2 separate regions of the Cyprinus carpio genome follow, and region 1 is linked to region 2. Evidence: chromatin contacts called from public Hi-C data. All regions are on one chromosome and are shown on one strand. The core of a region is the stretch at or near the end of the contact, and the rest is flanking DNA. Distances in the headings are between cores, read along the strand shown. Region 1 holds the start of LOC109067094 (lissencephaly-1 homolog A). Region 2 overlaps LOC109058035 (RNA N6-adenosine-methyltransferase mettl16).

Region 1 (4,132 bases), core at 740-3,239, 63 kb before region 2:
GCAACTGTATTTCTTTTATATCTGCTTAATAATCTTGCAATCAGAAAGCTTGGATGTTGGATTGAAATCCTTGAATATCTACTTCAGTACCTTTAGGTGCCACATGGGTGTGCTGTAGTCAATATATTATTAACATTCATTGATGATGAACATAAACTCAATTTTAGAGGTATTTTATTAGAATATATGAACTAGATTTGAATCAAAACATTGAAACTGGAGTTCAATAGGATCTTAATTATTTCAAAATTAAGTATTTACCAACAAGATGCCATAGTAACTTATTAGGAATATGCCTAAAATGCTGATGGTGATGGTGATGGTGGTAGCTTAGTGGTTAAGTTGATAACAGATGCATCACAAGTTCATTGAAGTGAAGGGTTAATGAGAAAATCCTGTCTCTAGTTTGTCCTTGAGCCAGGCACTTAACCTCAGGTTTCTCCTGAGCTTAAAAAATAACAAGTAACCAATCTGCAGTTAAGAATGTTAAATATGATCTCAGTTGAATATATTCAAGCTTCCATAGTTGCACATCTCATAGTGAACAAACCAGTGTTTTAAATTTAACCGCAAAGATCAATTTCATAATTAATAATGGTCACCAAATCTGTGATGTGTTCATATTATGTAGCAAAGCAACATGTCAATACAAGAATTCAATAACTGCTTGCATGACAAACCAATTTGATGTAATCTAGATGTGTAGTACTTTTTAGAAAGGTTTGGGGTTTATTGACAACAAAGGCGCCGAAACAAAACCGCAGTTCTTTTTGTTCATTTTTCTTGTTGAATTACAATCTTTAATTTGAAGTGTCTTGAATGTCTTCCTGGGTATAATATTCGTAATATTCTTCAAATTACAGTTTAATCATAAATCTTTATGTTTCTGTGTGAAAGTATGCATATAAAACAAAGAAAACTTATTTTTGAATTGTCAGAAGAAAACGATTGGACACATAAAAAATCTCTTTATCAAATGATTTGCTGTACACCAGTAATTTAAAAGAACTATCACGATTAAGAAACCCTCTACTCTCAGTCTGCAGAGCATTTTGTTACATTTTCTCTTAAATAATCTGCACAAACCCATTATAAACTAGAATATTAAAATGAATAAATTATCTGAGGAAATCTACATAGAGCTAACATACAGTGTTCGGTCTCAATGTCATCTGGTGTTGAACAAACAGATCACTTCTCTTTTTTTTTAGTCTTCTGTATTCTGTTTTCAACATGAAATATTTGTCATGCCCTTTGTGTGTTTGTTTTGGTTTCTTTAATGAGTGGTACCTTAATGTCAATTCTTCTAAATAACAATCTAATTATTTTTGGTCCGAATATCCTTTTGTATTAAAATGAATAAAGAAACTAGAAAACAACATCTGGTTACATTCATTTAAACGTTGTGTATACTGTCTAAACACAAAACATTTCAGAGTATACATAAATGTACTCACTGTGTACAATAGTTACATGTATAAACTTTATAAATTTGTATATTAATAAAGTTGTCCAAATGAGGTTCTTAGCAATACATATTACTAATAAAAAATTGAGTTTTGATGTATTTACAGTAGGAAATATCTTCTTGGAACATGATCTTTACTTAATATCCTAATGATTTTTGGTATAAAATAAATAATTTGTAATGTATTTTTGGCTATTGCTACAAATATATATTCGTGCTACTTATAATTTATGGTTTTGTGGCGCATGGTCACATATTTTGCATCAGGTGACTGAAAAATTACATTCAAACCCTTATTAATGTAAACTGGTTTGAGCATGATACAGGTGCTGTTTTGACTCATAAACAGAGGTCACGCGCTCTGATTGTACCCAGATTAAAGTCTTTGATGTGGCTCATGTGAGAAATAATTTTTCATGGTCCGTTTTTGAATTTATCCGCAAAACTAGGGGATGGGGTGCATATTTATTGAAGAAACGCCCACAGTATTTGAAAGGAGGGTGTGAGATTGAAGGGCGTGCGCGCCTCCGCCTGCTGAAGTCAGCCCATGCGCGGTCCCGTGCCGTAGAGGCGAATGCGGCGCTGCAAGGAGCAGACCCCAAGACTCCAGCCCCCCTTTTCAACACGAAAACAACACTTATTTCGTTCCTTACCAGCGTCTTCTGAGGAATAACCTTCAGTGCTGACTCTTTAGGGTAAGAACAGCTCATCTGTGTCTCTCTTCGCGGTTGTGTTTGATAGAAACCGCCGGTCGAAGTGCTGTTGTAGCTGTAATGTTTGCGCCTCCTTTTCTCGGTGTCTCAAAATGGCGGACGCGGCCGTTGGAGAAATACTTCAGCTTCTGTTTTTTTCTCCTTTAGTCGTGAGTATATCGGCAGCTCCACGGGTGTGTGTTGTGCGAACGTTATCGCTATAAATATAAGAAACTATCCCGTTCACGTCTGCAATTTGAGCGGCTCGTCAGAGGTGTGTGTTGTCGGCGATTCAACACGTCGTTTCATCAATGTCATGTTAGCTAGCAACAGTTGGCTAACGCCCGTGTCAACGCAAACTCGTTTTTTATCATCTCTATACGTTAAATTCAATGTTGACCTTGCCGTGTGCAGTTCTGTTTGGTTGAACACATAAAAAATAGACCATTCAAATGATCATTTTTGCTGCATACCGGTTGAGAATAAGGGTGATGAGGGCTGTGTTGCAAAACCTAGTGAGCTTCCAACCTAAACAGCATATTTGGAGTAAGTTATGATCGATAATTATTAACCTGACGTGTTTAGTATTCAAACTAACTTCAACATGATCCTTGGCTGTTTCTCAAAACATAATGAGATGCTACAGTGTGACGTTATATGTTCGTTTACTTCAAGGTTATGACACATAACCGAGGTGTTTGCCAGTTATTAAGCTCGTTTACATATATAACATGATTTCATTAGGGTTGAAGGGAAGATTTGGACCAGTCACAAATGTAGGTCAGCTGAATCTTTACGTGCAGACCTGTACTGCTCTGCTGATCAGGACACTACTGTGATGATCTGTCATGATGTGATGTGATTATCGCTCCTGCAGTAAATATCAGCCCAACGATGTTCCAGCAATTAATGCACTATTTTACTCTCTGCGTACGGCAAATGTGAGCATGCTGAAAAAGCAAGTGTGTGCATGTCGCTTATCAAGGCGTGAATGCTTTGAATAAATGTGGTACCTTGTTTGCTTTGGATATTCTCTAATGGTTTAAGACATCGTGCCAAGTTTGCTGTACACTCCCTCTAGTTGTTTGACAGGTATTGTGGATGGCTGCTGATGATTGCAGGCATGTTATAGCTTCGATTAAGTTCACTGAACAGAATTATCAATGTACCTTTAAGACTGTTTAATGTAGTTGAAAGACGTTAATGTCTTTTAAGCCAAATTACTTTGCAAAGGTGGCACAGAAGTGCTTCTGAAGTGGCATTTCGGTGTCTCTTTAGTTTAATGCTGCTTGAAGGTGTCTTAAATGCATTTACACACCGAGTACAACTGTATGCTTTGACACTGGGTGGATCTGAGCTGGCATAATTTAGTCTGGCTTTAATGCAGCATTGCATCTTTAAATTTTAAGCAGGCATAGAGCAGTCTTAACTCTGCTGTAAAGATGCCTTTATTCTCATAAAGGTTGCATTTATTTGATAAAGATGCTTTTAAAATAGTAATGATGTTGCCGTTTAAAATACCTGTTTTGCATTCAAATATATTAAAAATTTTCATCAGTCATTACTCCAGACTCATTGTCACATGATCCTCCAGAAATCCTTTTAATGTTTTTTTAGTGCTCAAGAAACATTTATTATTATCAGTGTTGAAAACTTGTGCTGCTTAATATTTTGGTGGAAACTGAGATATATATATATATATATATATATATATATATATATTTTTTTTTTTTGAAAGTTCAAAAGAACAGCATTTATTTAAAATAAAATAAAAACTTTTGTATAATTATAAATGACTTAACTGTCACATTTGATTTATTGAATGCATCCTTGCTGAATAAAAGTATTAATCTCTTTTATTAGTAAAATCTTACAGCCCTCAGTCTTCTGAATAGCAGTGCCTGTATTAATAGTTTCATTCAGAAACGTTCATTTCAGCGTCTGGCATGACATGTCATGCTTTATAACAGTG
Region 2 (4,225 bases), core at 482-2,981:
ACGTTTTTAAATCACCACTTTGCTTTCACTTCATCATTTTAAATCCCTCTGAAGTGTGACAATTTTTTGTTGTTGCAAATATTCAAATTAGTCTCAAATGTAATAAGTCATAAAAAACATGCATAATAATTATAAAACAAAAAAATTAATGCTGTTTATAATTAAATATCAAAAAGCAAAATAATGTTTACAAATATTTGCTGTATGATTTATACACAAAATTAAATGAAATATAAAATTAATATTTACTTTATTGAATTAATATTTAAATAGCTTTTTAGGCATTATTGTAGGCTTCTGTTAGATAATACAGTCATTAATATTTTTAATGTTTTAATAGCTCAAATCACCAGTAATACAAAGGTTAATGATACATACATGCATACTAGTAAATATAAAATAATTATATGTTCTGTAATGTAATATGTATATTAGGGATATGCCGGTATCAAATTTTCATGTTGCGATTAATTGATCATGTTTTACCACGGTATGCGGTATTATCACGGTATTGAAATTAAGTTTTAAAAAAGTATAACAATAGGATAACAATATCGTGCATATTCATTACCGCGATATAACAAAATAAATGAAAAGCAAGCAAAAATAATATATATAGTGTCAGTTAATGGTTTTAAATAAAAAGTTATGGCATTAATAGCAAATGATGGATTTCAAGAAGGAAGCTCTTGAAAGTGAACATGACCTTTAAACCCCATGTTTTGCTCACAAATCCTAATTAAAATGGGTGCTGTCTGTCCTCCATAACGAACCCACATATCCCACAATCCAGCAGGTGGATAAAATCAAGTCTTGCCCTACATTTATTCACTGAATATCCTGTTTGACTCATAAATGTCACATTATAGAGATAAAATGGGTTGTGAACATGCTTCATGCTGACCTTTAAGCTATTCCTCAGTGATTAAAGCAAGATTCTGTCAATTTAGAAACCAAAAGAACTAGAAAAATTAAGAGTTGAGCACCAATCAATTATGCATAAACCGTGTTATCCTCCCACTCTCTGTGGGCACTGGCTGATGAAGCCTCATCTTTTTTTATAATGGTGGATATTCATTGATTTTTGTCTCATGCACAGCTTCAAAGCTCCCTGTCAAGGTGGGGTTTTTAATTAAACATCGCGCCTCATATCTTAAAAATATAAAGAGTAGCCCAACTGACCTTTCCCACAGAGCGAGCCCATATTCAACCCACGACTCTGCATCCTGCAGTTTATTTGATGTGCTCCCATGAATCAGGTGTCCAGGCTGGTGGTTTCACAAGCCCTTTTTTTTCTGTTTACAGGTGGTACAGTTGCATGCTGGGAAAGAAGTGTAGCCTGGCACCTTTGAAAGATGAGCTGCGGAAACAAGGGGTGAGTTTTGCTTGGACAACTGCGTGCATGTGTGTTTTTTTCCTCTCAGATCTTTATAGATAAATGAGTGGGCGTTTCCTCAAGACTTCAGGTTAATTGATCTTAATGAGTTTCACTAGCGTGGCCTGAAAACGTACCACGACAGGGAGCGCTAATGGAGCAGATTTCATTAGGCATCATTAGCCCCCGCATCAGCCCTCCAAGCCCCTCTCGATTACTCCGCCTGTGTCTGTACAGTCAGAACGCTGTGATATCTGTGAATGAAAGGCATTCTCCCTGCTCACAGGTTATTAGTCTGGTGTCAGTCAGTCTGCTCGGCGCAGGCCTGATGTGTGGTTTGATTCATCTGAAGGTGTCAGAGTCCTGTCACCCATCATTAGTGTCATTGTTCTCCTGGCCAGCGTCCAGCAGTTCCTCCTCTAGCCACTGTGGCTCTAATTAATATGCTAATGAGGTTCTTTCTCTCGTTCTTGTTCGCCCTCTCACTTACCTCTCTCCTTTTTCTCTGCTTTTATCTGTTGTTTGAATGCCCTCTGCCTGCAAAGGTCAAACCCGAGTGGTGTTTTTTTTTACTGAAGAGCAGTGGGGTTTGATTTCACCCTATAGTTCACCCCTAACACCCACATATCTGTGTTAAAATACACTCCCCACTGTGTGAATAGCAGGTCTGTAATTCTCTGTTTAAGCCTTCTAGTGGTCTGGTGTCTGTCATACACTGTGTGTGTGTGTGTGTGTGTGTGTGTGTGTGTGTGTGTGTGTGTGTGGTATATATATATAATATATATATATATATATATATATATATATATATATATATATATATATATATATATATATAGTATATATATATAAAAAAGTGTTTATATTGCTTTATATAAGTTATTTTATATAAGACCTTTTCCCATCAGTCCTACCATTTTTAGCATTGTGACAATTTGCAAGCACATTTAACCTCTCTCCACTGTACTGTAAAAAGTATCATAATAATTACAATGCTAAATAAATTTTATATATATATATATATATATATATATATATATATATATATATATATATATATATATATATATATATATATATATATATATATATATATATATATACACTGATTAAAATTAAATATAATGTCTAATAAATGGTCAATATTAAAAGTATACTATTTTATGTAAAGTTATTTTTTTATTTTTAAATTTTAAATATCACCAATAAATTTAGGCATCACAACATCATACAGTATTAAAATGTATATTAATTTACAATTAATAAATTTTAATTACAATGAAATTAATGGTTTTTTTTGTTTGTTTTGTTTTTATGAGCATTAAATGATGGCAAAGGTAATCTAAATATGTGAAATGATTATGAACAATTAAACATCTAATATCCATTATACTGATAAATTAAAATAATCTGAAACATCAACAGATAAATATGATACCGATATACTGTGTAACACTAATTGTAAATGGCAGTGGTAGACATATCATGGTAGTATATGTTATACTGAATTATACCTGTTGTAAATAATTTTTGCTTATAAAAATTAATTGCTAATAAAGATTTAAAAAAAAAATGTAATCATTGTGTCTGGACAGAAAATATTACCATTTATTTCGCTTAAAAGTAATGCAAATTTGGGAGAGAAATGTGCTTCATTGTCATGAATATGTCACTGTGCATGAAAATGATCCTTTCTTTATGCAAAATATGATTTTCTGATATCTTTAATATAACCCAGACCACTCTAGATAGTTTTTGTAAGATTCAGAGGCTATTTTGTGTTTTAATCACCCCTAATGAGATCCTCATCATCTTTTGTCCTTTCACAGGTGCTCAAAGTAACACACACCGAGTTCTGTCAAGGTCGGACCATGCGCTGGGCCCTGGCTTGGAGTTTCTATGATGACGTGCCTGTGCCTGTAAGCTCTGAGCACTTCCTGCATTACTTTATAGACGGTAGAGAGCGTTTGCCTCAGTTTAGAGTGAGCTAGTCCTCACATAACCCATGCACCCAGTCTGTCTGATGCATTTGTGTGTGGGAAAGCAACACCTGCTGAATATTCACTGGGCTCGGCCGTCTTTTTAATAATGCATCTTTAGCCCATTCCATCAGATACACTTGACCTGCTTCCTAAGGCACAGCGCAGCTCCTTCTTAGCAACAGTTGCCCAGACAGGGTGACGGTGCCATATAGTCACGCACTTCAGAAGGGCTATAAAAGGGAAAAAGAGGTGGAGGGAATGGAGAAAGGGGTGGCAGGATGTTTTGTTATGGTCTTTTTAGGAGAATTCCCCAAGTCCCAGATGCCCTTTTCCTCACAAGCACTTGAGCAGAAAGATTGGCCTACATATCTGTCTGCGAGCCGCTCCACCCTCAGCCAGCATACAGACACATCTAGATCTGGATGGCACCTTCATCCTTCTGTGCTTCATTCGCTTTCTCCCATTTCAGTTTTTCCACTTCCTGTGTCCATTCTTCTTCTCAGAAGCCAGCTGAGCCCCATTAGCAGAGCGCACAGAAGTCAGATCAATCTCTTTGACAGTCAGATCTTCAATCCAGACGTGAAATGTATTGCACGAGAGGTAGGGGGTACAGCGAAGACTCTGACAAAAAAGGTAGGGTTTGAAAAGGACCCCGCAGTGCTGAAAGCGTGCCCGGGATCTGAAGCTGTTGAAGCAGTAGATTTACAGTGGGGGGGCTGGGTCTGGGGCTGAGGGGTCAAAGGTCACCAGGCAGGAAGCAGCACTAAAGCGGGACAGAATGAGGCCGGTTGTCAGAATCCGTGGATCACTGTGGAAATCATCTGCTTGTGTTCAATAATTGAATAATGACCTTTCAGCTCAGTCTCTT

The links. A called contact is a pair of places that touch in the nucleus more often than the background predicts.
Region 1: a Hi-C map of skeletal muscle shows a contact between it and region 2, with 5 times the contacts expected there. The contact joins the promoter of LOC109067094 here to the enhancer-like site in region 2. A contact is called at or near these places in 4 of 8 Hi-C or Micro-C datasets (liver, red blood cells and skeletal muscle).

The regions. Positions count from the first base shown.
Region 1 is chrB15:17,767,662-17,771,793 of ASM1834038v1, reverse strand. LOC109067094 (lissencephaly-1 homolog A) reads left to right here and starts at 1,989. Exons shown (of 11, transcript XM_042739570.1): 1 at 1,989-2,163. It overlaps LOC109067086 (clustered mitochondria protein homolog), which reads left to right. Exons shown (of 26, transcript XM_042739573.1): 26 at 1-1,379.
Region 2 is chrB15:17,704,142-17,708,366 of ASM1834038v1, reverse strand. It overlaps LOC109058035 (RNA N6-adenosine-methyltransferase mettl16), which reads left to right. Exons shown (of 10, transcript XM_042739564.1): 7 at 1,306-1,375; 8 at 3,205-3,294. Among protein-coding and RNA genes, the nearest start is that of LOC109058034, 9.6 kb to the right of the region's middle. Within about 2 kb of position 1,731, at least 2 of the 8 cell types and tissues checked have an H3K27ac peak or open chromatin away from gene starts, as enhancers often do.